Regions from separate parts of the Gasterosteus aculeatus genome. Here region 1 is linked to region 2. The links are chromatin contacts, called in public Hi-C maps. All regions are on one chromosome and are shown on one strand. The core of a region is the stretch at or near the end of the contact, and the rest is flanking DNA. Distances in the headings are between cores, read along the strand shown. Region 1 has its middle 6.7 kb from the start of lrp4. Region 2 overlaps lrp4 (low density lipoprotein receptor-related protein 4).

Region 1 (5,773 bases), core at 1,857-4,356, 55 kb before region 2:
CCTCTGCAACATCCCAGGAAACGTACTACTTATAGTATGAGGTTCATTATTGAGATTTCAAAACAATGTCATTATTCCACGCGTTGACGTGTACGGGTCAGACTTTTTATATTTAATAATTCTCCCCCTCGGGCCTCCTGCTCGAACAAAAAGATGTTTTTTTTCACTCTGGATTCAGCGACACAATTATCACTGTGGTCGCGGCTCTTTAGGTCGAGGGACGGAGCATGAAATGAATTCTGTGGCCAGCTGGGTTTGGACCGTGCCAACGCAATGGCTGGGGGCCGGTGCCACGGCACGCCGTTGTTTCTCTTGGTATTTAATGTGCGCTGTCTGCATCAACAGGCCTGAACCCTTAATACATATTTGTTTTGCTATTGGATGTACTTGGTATACTCGGTGAATCATAGCACTGTTGCAATATGGGAGAAGTCCACATGGTTTAATGGTATTAACTGTTAAAAACAGGTTTCATTTTAAGGACTTTTGAATCTCCACCCGACCTGCATGTGTGTGGACTGTTTGAAAAGAAACACACAAACACTGTCCATCCGTCCATGCCCCACTTAGAGGGTTTGGGGACAATCCCCCGAGTACATCCCACTTACAAAAATACAATTTCTCTTGTATGTAGAATTAGTTTTTGCTTTGGAGCCATTTTTTTCCAGGAAGGACATTGTATTTATTCTGGATGACAAACGTTGCGGTGAAAACCGTCTCCGAAGGTTTCGTGGTTGATTTTTTTTTTATTGACTGTTTTCAATCGAAACACCAGAAAGCGATGCGATCACTCGCGTGCCTGTGTGTGTGTGTGTGTGTGTGTGTGTGTGTGTGTGTGTGTGTGTGTGTGTGTGTGAGTGCACACTGCGTCTGTCCACAGCGGATCTCTTAATAACTACTGCTCACCGTTAAACATCTTTGGTGTAAGACAAGAATTATTAAATCAAAGATAACATTTCAGTTTACTCTCCATCCTCCATTATTCTATACAGTTTGCTGTTGGGGCCATAGAAAAGACTCCATTCAGGCAACAGGTGCTGCTCAACGCTCAGCAGGTACATGCACGTACCTTCGCACCAACCCTCACCCCCTCCCCCCCAAACACAGGTGTAAGGCTTTTGACAAAGACCTAAGTGTAAACAGAACTGTCTTTTAGCCGGGAGGCCGACATAAAAGGCAGTTTGCAGGGTTTGGAGGCTGCTTTAGGATTGCTGGGTAGCCTATTGACACAGCTGCGTGCCCCACCTTCTGCCCATATCGCCGGGAGAAAAGAGGCTCGCATGGGAGCCTGCATGCACCGCAATCTGTTATTTTGAAGGTTAAAAGGAAAATCAGCGCGGGTAGAAGACATTCTGAAGAAGCCAGACAAAAACCCAACAAGCTTTTATAAGCCGTTGATGATACAAAGCTTTTGCAAGCAGCAAATTAGGGTTCTCTGTGTACACATGCATGCCTGCACACATATATGCATGCACGGTGGCGTGTACTGTATGTATGTATGTGTGTGTGTGTTTGATTATGCGTGTGGGAGCTTTGTGGGCTCTGTCACTCTCCAGCTGTTGCAGGGAAAGTGCTGCTTGCTCGAGAAAAGAAGCGGCACACATTACAAGTTCTTTTCTGTGCGGCACAAAGGCCAAACAGAAAAGGCGTATTTATAGAGAACTCCTGGGCGTTCGCGGCTGACGGCCAGCTTTGTGTTTGTGATGGAACATGTGTTGATTATCACGTAATGACAGCATTTTGAAGAAACGTGAAAGGGCCGATTCTGCGAGAGCTTGTTATCAATGATGGCAAAGCATTTTACACAGATGGAAAAAGGGTTTGAATGAAGTGTACATCAATCAGTGGGTGATGTGAAGGACACACACACACACACATTCACAGTACATCTCCTGCATTGATTTCTAGATGCAAAGGAACTCTGTGACCTCGACTCCACTTCTACCGACGGTGGCCTTGTAATGTTCACATGTTGATGCCTTTTGAAAACAAGACAAAGAACTAGAGGAGCCCTTACTGTCAGCATCATCACCCTAAAGTGATGATGGGCCCTAAAGATTTTGCTTGTAAACACACTGGACTTATCAGAGCACATCGTTTGGTCTAAGAGACGTACTGAGTGAACTATCTTTGCCGTCGAACACTTTGAAGGAACCTTCCATGTTGACTGTTTCTTCCCTTTATTGGATGGCAGATTGCTGTTTATCCTGCTTTGGTACCTCCTCCAGATCAGTGGAACAGACACAAAAAATACATTGGCAGAAATATCACACGACTTTACGCACGTGTTATTAACCTCCGAAGAAGAAAATCACTCACCTCTCACTAAAAATGGATTAATCCCCCTTAAACATCCTGTGTCGTTTCGTTTTTGGCAAAGGCTGTTTTGTCCACACCGCCAACACCGAAGTCGAACGCAATCCTGTAGCATCGCAGTCGTTAACAATGAGGCTGGTGGAGAGACCTGAACGCAGGTTGTGTGAAAACGCTCATTCTGACGACGCAAAGCAACACCATCAGATGGCATCAGACCTCACAGTTTGAAAGACTATAAAGAGCGCAAAGGCGTTTTTTCCACTTTAACAAACATTAACTGTATCGCTGCGGCACCGTTAGCTGAGGGCTCCACTAGTGCTTAACCTCCACCGTATTGGGGTCACAGTCCAGTACAGACGCCCGAATACAAAGAGGAAAAGAACGAGAAGAGTTTGGAATTTGGAAGTTCTTCAACATCAATTCTGCCCGCTGCTAATGCAAATTTGAATTAACTGTTGTGTCTAATATTTTATGACGTTTAATACTGAATTGTTTGAAACGTTCCTTATTTTTATGGCCCCCCGGGTAAAACACTGCCTCTTCCCTTAATAGAAAAGGTTGTCTGTCTGCGACACTTGAACTGCCCTCTGTTGAAAATAAACCTCACGTGGGTTACATCCCGCCGTTCCCTAAACTGTGGCGTGAATCACGCCGCGCTCCTGCGTGCCGTCACGCCGCTTCTAATCGGCCTGTTATTTCAACACCCGCGTCGTGAAGTGTGTGTGTGTGTGTGAAAATCAAACGAGGGGATCGGAAATGACGGCGAGCCTGCCGGGTAGGCTGGGCGAGGTGCTCCCCTGGGCGGAGTCCCGTCAACGTAGGAGCACTAAATCACCGCAAACCACAAGCCGCCATGAAAAGCATTGCTGCAGCTAATAAAGAATAAAACTCTTTTTTTTAAAGTAACGGGGAAATTTCTTCTTTCAATTCTCTCCCATTTTTAACACTTACTATACGGAGACCCAGGCGCTCGGATGTGTCCGTGTGAGGCGCAGAAACACAACACACAATAGAAACACATCGATGGAAGAGGTATTTGTTGTTTATACTGACATTACCACATGCTCGAAAATCTACCCAAATGTCCCACTTTCCCTTTTCAACAACTGCACCAACTGTGCACTTCAAGCACTTGTATTTAGACCATGTATCATACAGATTATAACCCCCCCCCCCTTCAAATCCCCTCAGGTACATTTCAACCCCATTTCTGATTGGTATCCCTTTTCCCCAAAGGCCTGCAGAGGATTCCGAATCTGGAATAGAGCGGCGTGCGTATGCGCGGGATCCATGCACGCGTGCAACGTGACACGTTGCGAAAGGAACGCGATGATTAGCTGCAATTTATCCAACTTTAAAATCTTAATCTCCACCCCCGGAGATAATTCCGCCTGCATGCAGAGCCGCGTCAAGGCCCCCCCGTTCTCTGCCCCCGTTTTCAGCGGCTTTAACGGAAACCCACTGACGCAGAGCCTCCAGACATCGCCGCTTTGTCACTTCACCTCCCCTCAACCACCCGGGCCCCCGTGCGCTCCCTCTGGGTCCAGAACGTCAGGGTCGGGGGCCTCTTTGGTAGCTGCGGCGCCCCCAGCGCTTTGAGTCACTGAAGATCTGATGGCTTTTTTAATGAGGTTTTAAGATACCAGGTGCATGCGGTTGTATAGCTGTTTTTTTTTTTTTGCAGTACGTGTACTTTGCTCTGGTGAGGAATGTGTGTTTGTGTGTGTGTGTGTTTTACAGACATGTGGATTCATTCAAATGATGCACACCTGCAGGAACAGGTTTGTGTTTGTTTGGGGAGGCTCTGGTTATGTACATTCATGTCCAAATCTCTCGTGCGCCTGATGGAGATGTTGAGGGCGGATCACTCCTGTTGAAAGATGTTGAAATCTCACCCAATTAAGAGCAGCCGAGGGTGAGAGCAACTGAATGTTTTAACAGGTGAAAGTGATGCTTTGTCAGTGATCCAGGTTTAACTTTTGTGTGCCCGTTGGAGTCATCAGATAGCAGCTGTTCATTGGCGTTCCTATTCAGACAGTAAACCAGACGGTTTTGACGTAAAATAACACAATACTTTGTTTTGCTCCAAAATTAACCATGCAGCTGCTTTTTAAAATGAGGTGCTGCGGGTTCGATTAAGTGTGGAAACTTTTGGTTGACTCAATAGTTGACTGCCAGAAGGGTCCCACCCATGGTTTTGACTAAATTTGCACTTAACTTTAGACTTTGGTTAACAGAAAGCACCATTCAGTAAAAAAAAAACCCAACAGCTTTGCTTGCATTCGTTTTTATTTAGGGTTCTCTGTTGACCAGGACGGCTGTGCAGTCCAAAATGTTACAGGTTTGACATGGAGAGAAATAACTAAACATCACCAAAAAAAAGAAAATGGGCTGTAAGCTGCAGGTAACACCCGCTTTCTCCTTTGAGAAACACAAAGGACGAGTTCTGCTTGGATTGAAAACAAAAACAGCCGCTCGTGAGAATAGAGGAAAAGCCTGCGGTCGCAACCCGAGTCCCCGCGCCTCAAAAGACCAACAACGAAGCCACGCAGAGAGCCCGCGTCCACGTCAGGGCGGTGTGTTCAACCCCGGCCACATGTAAACGAGGCCATTGTGCGGGGACGGACGCGGAGAGAGCGGAGCATCCACGAAAATAAACCTGACACAGAAAAGCCCTGTAGTTAGTCGGCCCACAGAACAGCCTGCCGGGCACCGACCCACACCACAGCAGGACACACTGTGTGTGTGTGTGTGTGTGTGGCACAGCAGTCGGCCCATGTGTACCGTGGTGCGGTCGGGTCCTCCTGCTACATTTAATGAGGGTGTCTTTGGTTACATTATGGCCAGGAAAAATGGAAGAAAAAAAAAAAGGAGGGAAGAGAAGAAGACGATGGAATAGAGAAAATTGGCTGTCAGCATTGTGACATCCGAAGAACGCCACAAGCTGAGAGACACACCACCATTAAAATGTTAATGTCGCCCTTAAAATATGGCCCTGGCTGACATGTCAGCAATCGTCTCGTTCATCCAGCGGACACGCAGCAACGCTCACATTTATCTTCAGTCGTATTTCCCTTGATGTGATGAAAATAGTCTGATTATTCCCTCTCTGGCTGGTTGCATCAGAGCCTGCGTGCTGAAACGAGCCGCCGATGGAAAGGAGAGTGCAGAGCGTCCGGCGCGAACTGTACGGAGGAGCTGCCAAAACGCAACGAGCCAAAGACGCCAGAGAACCTTGTTGCAGAGTTATAGAGTTAATCACTGTGAGTGATTTCTTTCACATTACACATTTCATGTGATTTATTAATTAAAATGCAAGGAAAATAATAATGAATTAATTGTCTTCAATTTAATTATCAATTACTAATTAAAGGTTTAGTTATTAATCAAATGAAAACACGACTCATTATCTGAGTCTTTTCTGTAATTGCTGTCTGGCACATTTTCTTATTGTTGG
Region 2 (5,917 bases), core at 2,798-5,297:
CACCTGTCACACCGGGTACCGGCTGATGGACGACGGCAAAGCCTGCCAAGGTACCTGTCTCTCTCTCTGTCTGTCTCTCTCTCCGTCTGTGTGTGTGTGTGTGTTTCCTGATAGTTGGTTCTCATGTCAGCTGAATATTTCCCACAAATATGAAGAAATTTCTATGGAACTTGTTACGCTTTCTGATTTTTCTGTCGCAGTCCAAACTCTTAGAGACACAATCTTTGTCCCCATACGTGTGTTTTGAAGGTAAAGAAGTTCCTTTTGACTTTAAGGGACACGCAGTAGTAGTTTTTATCTTCACGTCTGGATTTCATTGTTAACCCCCGCGGGAGTTCGAAGGCCAACATCGCGCTCCCTCCTCTCATGTCTTCTCCCCCTGTGGTCCGTTCCAGATGTGGACGAGTGTGCCGAGGAAGGCTACTGCAGCCAGGGCTGTACCAACACCGAGGGGGGGTTCCAGTGCTGGTGCGTTCAGGGCTACGAGGTCCGACCTGACAAGCGCAGCTGCAAAGCTCTGGGTAAAATAACCGACGTGCTCCATTTCGACCTTTTTTTTAACTTGTGACCACAGAGAAGTCGCCGCGGGTTTGGCCTCCAATAAAAACCCGGCTGCGTATTCTTTACACTTGCCCCGGAGGTAACCCTATCCGTTCCTCTGCTCCGGGGTCTTTAATCACAGTGAGCCTGGCTCACTCGGTGTCTGGACTAGATTTGGATCAGCGTCTGTGGAGTGCAGGTCTGGTTCGGCAGCCCATCAATCTGCTGCAGACTGAAGTTAAACGCAGGTCAGGGCCGGCTGTCAGGCAGCTGCCATCGGCCCGCGGCCCGGTGGGATTAACGCTCGCCGTTATTAAAAGTGACTGCCCGGCCTTCACCGCTCACGTCGTCTCCACCGCCGAACCGTCTTCTTCCTCCTTTCAGGTCCGGAGCCCGTGCTGCTGTTCGCCAACCGCATCGACATCCGGCAGGTTCTGCCGCACCGCTCCGAGTACACGCTGCTGCTCAACAACCTGGAGAACGCCATCGCCCTGGACTTCCACCACAGCCACGAGCTGGTCTTCTGGTCCGACGTCACGCTGGATCGCATCATGAAGGCCAACCTCAACGGCTCCAACGTGCAGGAGGTCGTCTCCACCGGTCTGGAGAGTCCAGGTGTGTAGGGCGGCCGAAAGGGCGCAGGGCCTCGTTCTGTTTTTCCAAAATATCGTATATGCTCTTTTTAAAGGACGTTGTCCTTTACGTTTGTGTCTTGAAAGTGACGCAGATTAAAATCAGTGCTGTCTTAGCTTAGCTTAGCTAGCTCGGCTAAGTCCAAAGTGGAAAAAAACAACTACAGATACTGAAGTTCACTTGCGAACATTCACATCTGATATGTTTAACATATACACAAATATTTATGAGCGAAATTGTTCATAAAATGTGTTCATTTTCTTTTTGTCACAGGTGGACTGGCCATCGACTGGATCCACGATAAGTTGTACTGGACGGACTCTGGGACGTCCCGTATCGAGGTGGCCAACCTGGACGGGACGCACCGCAAGGTGCTGCTGTGGCAGAACATGGAGAAACCGCGAGCCATCGCGCTGCACCCCATAGAGGGGTAAGAGTCCGACACACACACACACACACACACACGCATTCCCCCCTGGACGTGTCCCAGTTGCTGCGTAGCTGCGGAGCAGAGATTACAGTCTGGCAGCACGGCGGTGGGGCCTCAGGCGAGCATCTGTGTGGAACGAGTGTTTCCTGAACGTGGGCGTCAGCCAAGTGCGTTTTCATCCCCGGCTGCTGTGACGGGGACCAGTTTTTTAGGTCCCCGTCACAGCATCATTTTTAGGTTTTTTAGGTGAAGCCCCTGAGAAAAGTTTGAGAACTCGTTCAGCTTATTACGGTGCTCATTTGCATGGGATAATTGAAAAATATGAAAGCCCCCCCCCCCGTCCCTCCCCCTCCTCCCGGCGGGCATAACGGATGAGTCATAGGGGGACAGAGGACTTTTTTGTCTGCGTTTTCGAAGCGTCTCGAATGCTGACAGCAAACTAACCCCCACTGTCCCGCTGTCCTCCCCAGTAAGATCTACTGGACGGACTGGGGCAACACGCCTCGCATCGAGTACTCCAACATGGACGGCTCCAACCGGCGGGTCATCGCCGACACGCACCTCTTCTGGCCCAACGGCCTCACCATCGACTACGCCGGCCACCGCATGTACTGGGTGGACGCAAAGCACCACGTCATCGAGAGGGCGGACCTGGACGGACGCAACCGCAAGGCCGTCATCAGCCAAGGTAGAGTCCCACGGGACGTCCGCCGCGACCTTCCGCGGGGAACGCCACGCCCGGTCCGTAATTACCGGGACTAATAACTCTACTGTAGTCGAATTCATCGACTTTTTTTCTCACCGAAAGCTTTAAATGAGCTGCAGAGTCTCATTATTTACCACATACACACAAAATGATATATATATATATATAATTGGGGGCGATTCATTTTAACAACGATTCGATTCGAATCTCGATTCATGGTTGCCGGTTCGATTCACGGACGATCTGGGTTAATTTAGAACGATTCGATTCAGTGACTTGAAATCGATTCAGTAACTTTACTGGACAGTGGAGGCAAAGTTTCTGAGATCCCTGTTGTTTCTTGTAAGAAAATCAGGTTTAAATTAATTATGGATATTATAAACAAGCAAACAATTGATGGCAAATGTATTGACCTTTTTATTGTGCAACAATTTTCAATGTAAACATTACACAATAATTACACAATGTTTGGATCAATTCACAGAACCCCGGATTTTCAACCTCATTGTAGATTCTCACGTCTTTACAGATAAACTTGTTCCTGTGATATTGAGTTTGGTGCTGGAGGCCTGAGGCGTCTGCAGAGCTGAGTTACCTGCTGCTGCTGCAGCGGTGACGCTGCTAGAGGTCCTGACTGTCGGCGTTGTTTAATCCCGCGGCGCCTTAGTAGACGGCCCGAAAGATTCGTCGTGTTTCCGTGTTTTTTTTTATTTGGCTTCTACATATTCTACAAACAGCGACCGACTTATTTAGAACACCTCCGTGTTTGCAAAAGCCAAAATGTTTCCACGCGCTGGATCGATGAGTTGGTTTGTAAATGTCTCGCTCGCAGTCGTCTCCTCCACGCGGTGTGTTGTTGTTGTTGTTCATAGTCAAGCGTACTGATGACGTCACAGTCAGGCAGACTGAATCGAGTAACGTTTAACGTGTCTAAAGTGCTAGCAAACAAACACACATCCACACCGTTGTTGTACTTAAATCCAATGTGCAGTTTCCAAGTATCGATACAATCGATTATGTACCATTTCAATCGATACATGTCGTCCGGAATGCCGATTTGCGGAGCACAGATCGATTCATGTTGCTAGTTGCTTACGCAACTTTACTAAACCCTGTGGAGAAAATCAATGCCATGTTTCCCTTCCAGAGCGCACACACAGACGTCCTAGATGACGACACAAAGCGTGCGTGCACCCAAAGCGGGGGTCCGGTGTTTGCATCAGGACCCTGATGTGTCATATAACGAGATCTCATGTTGCAGTAAAACTACCTCCATACTTTTACTCAGGTTCTTTCTGGCAGAAGGGTTTCCAATGTTATATTTGTTTTTTCATCTGAGGGGGAAAAGTGTGGAAGCAGTTTAGTGAGTACCAAGTGTGTTGAAAAGGGCGAGCGACCCTGTGTGTGTGTGTGTGTGTGTGTGTGTGTGTGTGTGTGTGTGCGCGCCCGCCTGCCATCCGCCCGGTGAGCTCTCCTTAATGATGTGTGCTCTCAGGATGAAACGCTGTAATTGGCCCTGTCCTTCCTCCCCAGCCTTTGTTTGCTCAGACAACACGCCGGACAAATAGGACGTGTGTGTGTGTGTGTGTGTGTGTGTGTGTGTGTCTGCATAGAGACATTCTGAGCCATTGTGCCCTGGAATGTTAACGAGTGTCTATCTCCCTTCACCTATAGGGGTGTGTGTGTGTGTGTGTGAGCTAGCTGGAAGCGTGCCAGCTGCTCTGTCATTGGAGCCGGGGCGGCGGGCGGGTGTGATGGATAACGCCCCCATCCAGCGCACGCACCTGCGCAGGTGGCCCGGGGGTTGTGCGTGTGCTGGTCTCTGGCACAATAGCCCCGTTTGCACTTGGTTTTAGACCGCGTGTGAAAGACCACGGGGACGCTTTGCGATGCGATCTCGCCGACCACCCGACCTGTCCCGTTCGATACCGTCACTAGGATCCGACGTTTTCGGCGATTTCAAGAAGGAGAACCTCCCAAGACGTCCCCTCGGCGCTGCAGGCCATCGCGCCGGAGGGGGGCGGGGAGGGGGCGAGCGGCGCCGCTGCGTCTCCGATGACCTGTGTGACAGATTCTGGCGAGGCGTGAAAGGACCGAGAGGTGCCGCGTGTAGGTTAAAGGGGACATTACTGGGAAGGCCGGTGGGACGTTTGATGCCCTGTCGGCCCGCAGCTGCTCCTGCAGCTGTCCCAGAAAACAGGAGGAGGAGGAGGAGGAGGAGGAGGAAGGTGACCGTGTTGGAAGCAGGCGCCTCTGGAGATGTCAACGGCTCAGGGTGGGGGAGGGGAGGGGAGGAGACTCTTGTCTCCCTCACGTTAGGATAAGATCAGTGAACACACCTGGTCCTGTAAAGAGGAGGGCAAACGTACATGTGACTTCTTTTAATAAAAGATAATAACTAAAATAAGTTTTTCAGTTTTCTTTACCCAGACAAGATGCCTGATAAGAATCATAATTTAGTCTGAGCTGTTTATTATAATTTATCTCTCTAATGACAGAAGGCTTGATATTTAACAACCTTTTTTTAAATGTTTTTTTTCAGAAGTCAATGTCCCCTCTTGGTCAACACACTATCCTACATAACAAAAATATTATACTATAAAATATACTTTTATAAGATACAAGGATCTTCCACATCCTCAGGATCTACTCGTACAAAACCTTTTTGACTTCGGTGCGCTAAAATAATTCGCTAAAATAAAGACCTAATCGATTCCTATCGTACCACCAATGGATTTATTCACACTTTCAGGAGGCAAACGGACGTTAAATCCATTCGTCCGTCTGTATTAATGTTGACACGGACCAAAGAGGCAGTACAGAAATAGTTTACTGCTCATAAAACATACGGTTAGATTGAAGCGGTTAAACGTTTGTTATCATTAAGCAACTCACCCACAATCCCCCCGATCGTCACTGTGCTCCGTGCAGCCTCAGACCTTCACCACGCAACGTGACATTAGATGACACGCGAAGCGGTTTCACTTTGATGACATCATGTACTTAAATAGTTAAATACTTCTCATATCTTAAGCTTATAAAAGAATTCCGAGCTTTTATTAAAGCGCACACACACACACACAAACAAGAAATTCTGTGATTTTTTCATTTTCTCTGATTTAAAATCACCCGTTGGAAGGATGTGACTAAATCAAAGTTAAGTGCAGACTAAGAGAACATGTTTCTCTCGGCCTGAAGAGGTTTGAGGGCACAGATTCCCGACAGAAAAAAGTCGAAAAGCGGCCCGAAATGGGGGCGTCATGACGTCAGCAGAACCCGCTGAATGGGCGGATGTTGCAGGAGCGTTTTTTATTTTTTGTCATTTCCTGTGGTCTTCCTGAGGTCTTTGATCAGTCAGGGGTCACGGAGTCATGAAAGATGTCGCCAGGCTGCTTTTTATTAAACTCGCCCTTTCTGAGACCTCTCTCTCTCTCTCTCTCGATCTCGACCCGTAGGCCTGCCGCACCCGTTCGCCATCACCGTGTTCGAGGACAGCCTCTACTGGACCGACTGGCACACCAAGAGCATCAACAGCGCCAACAAGTTCACCGGCAAGAACCAGGAGATCATCCGCAACAAGCTGCACTTCCCCATGGACATCCACACGC

The links. A called contact is a pair of places that touch in the nucleus more often than the background predicts.
Region 1: a Hi-C map of whole body shows a contact between it and region 2, with 1.9 times the contacts expected there. The contact joins two enhancer-like sites. A contact is called at or near these places in 3 of 6 Hi-C or Micro-C datasets (liver, skeletal muscle and whole body).

The regions. Positions count from the first base shown.
Region 1 is chr12:21,971,769-21,977,541 of fGasAcu3.hap1.1, reverse strand. No RefSeq gene overlaps it. Among protein-coding and RNA genes, the nearest start is that of lrp4, 6.7 kb to the right of the region's middle. Within about 2 kb of position 3,106, at least 3 of the 9 cell types and tissues checked have open chromatin away from gene starts, as enhancers often do.
Region 2 is chr12:21,917,166-21,923,082 of fGasAcu3.hap1.1, reverse strand. It overlaps lrp4 (low density lipoprotein receptor-related protein 4), which reads left to right. Exons shown (of 39, transcript XM_078085770.1): 10 at 1-50; 11 at 396-521; 12 at 925-1,155; 13 at 1,447-1,603; 14 at 2,074-2,291; 15 at 5,765-5,917. Among protein-coding and RNA genes, the nearest start is that of LOC144385364, 17 kb to the right of the region's middle. Within about 2 kb of position 4,047, at least 2 of the 9 cell types and tissues checked have open chromatin away from gene starts, as enhancers often do.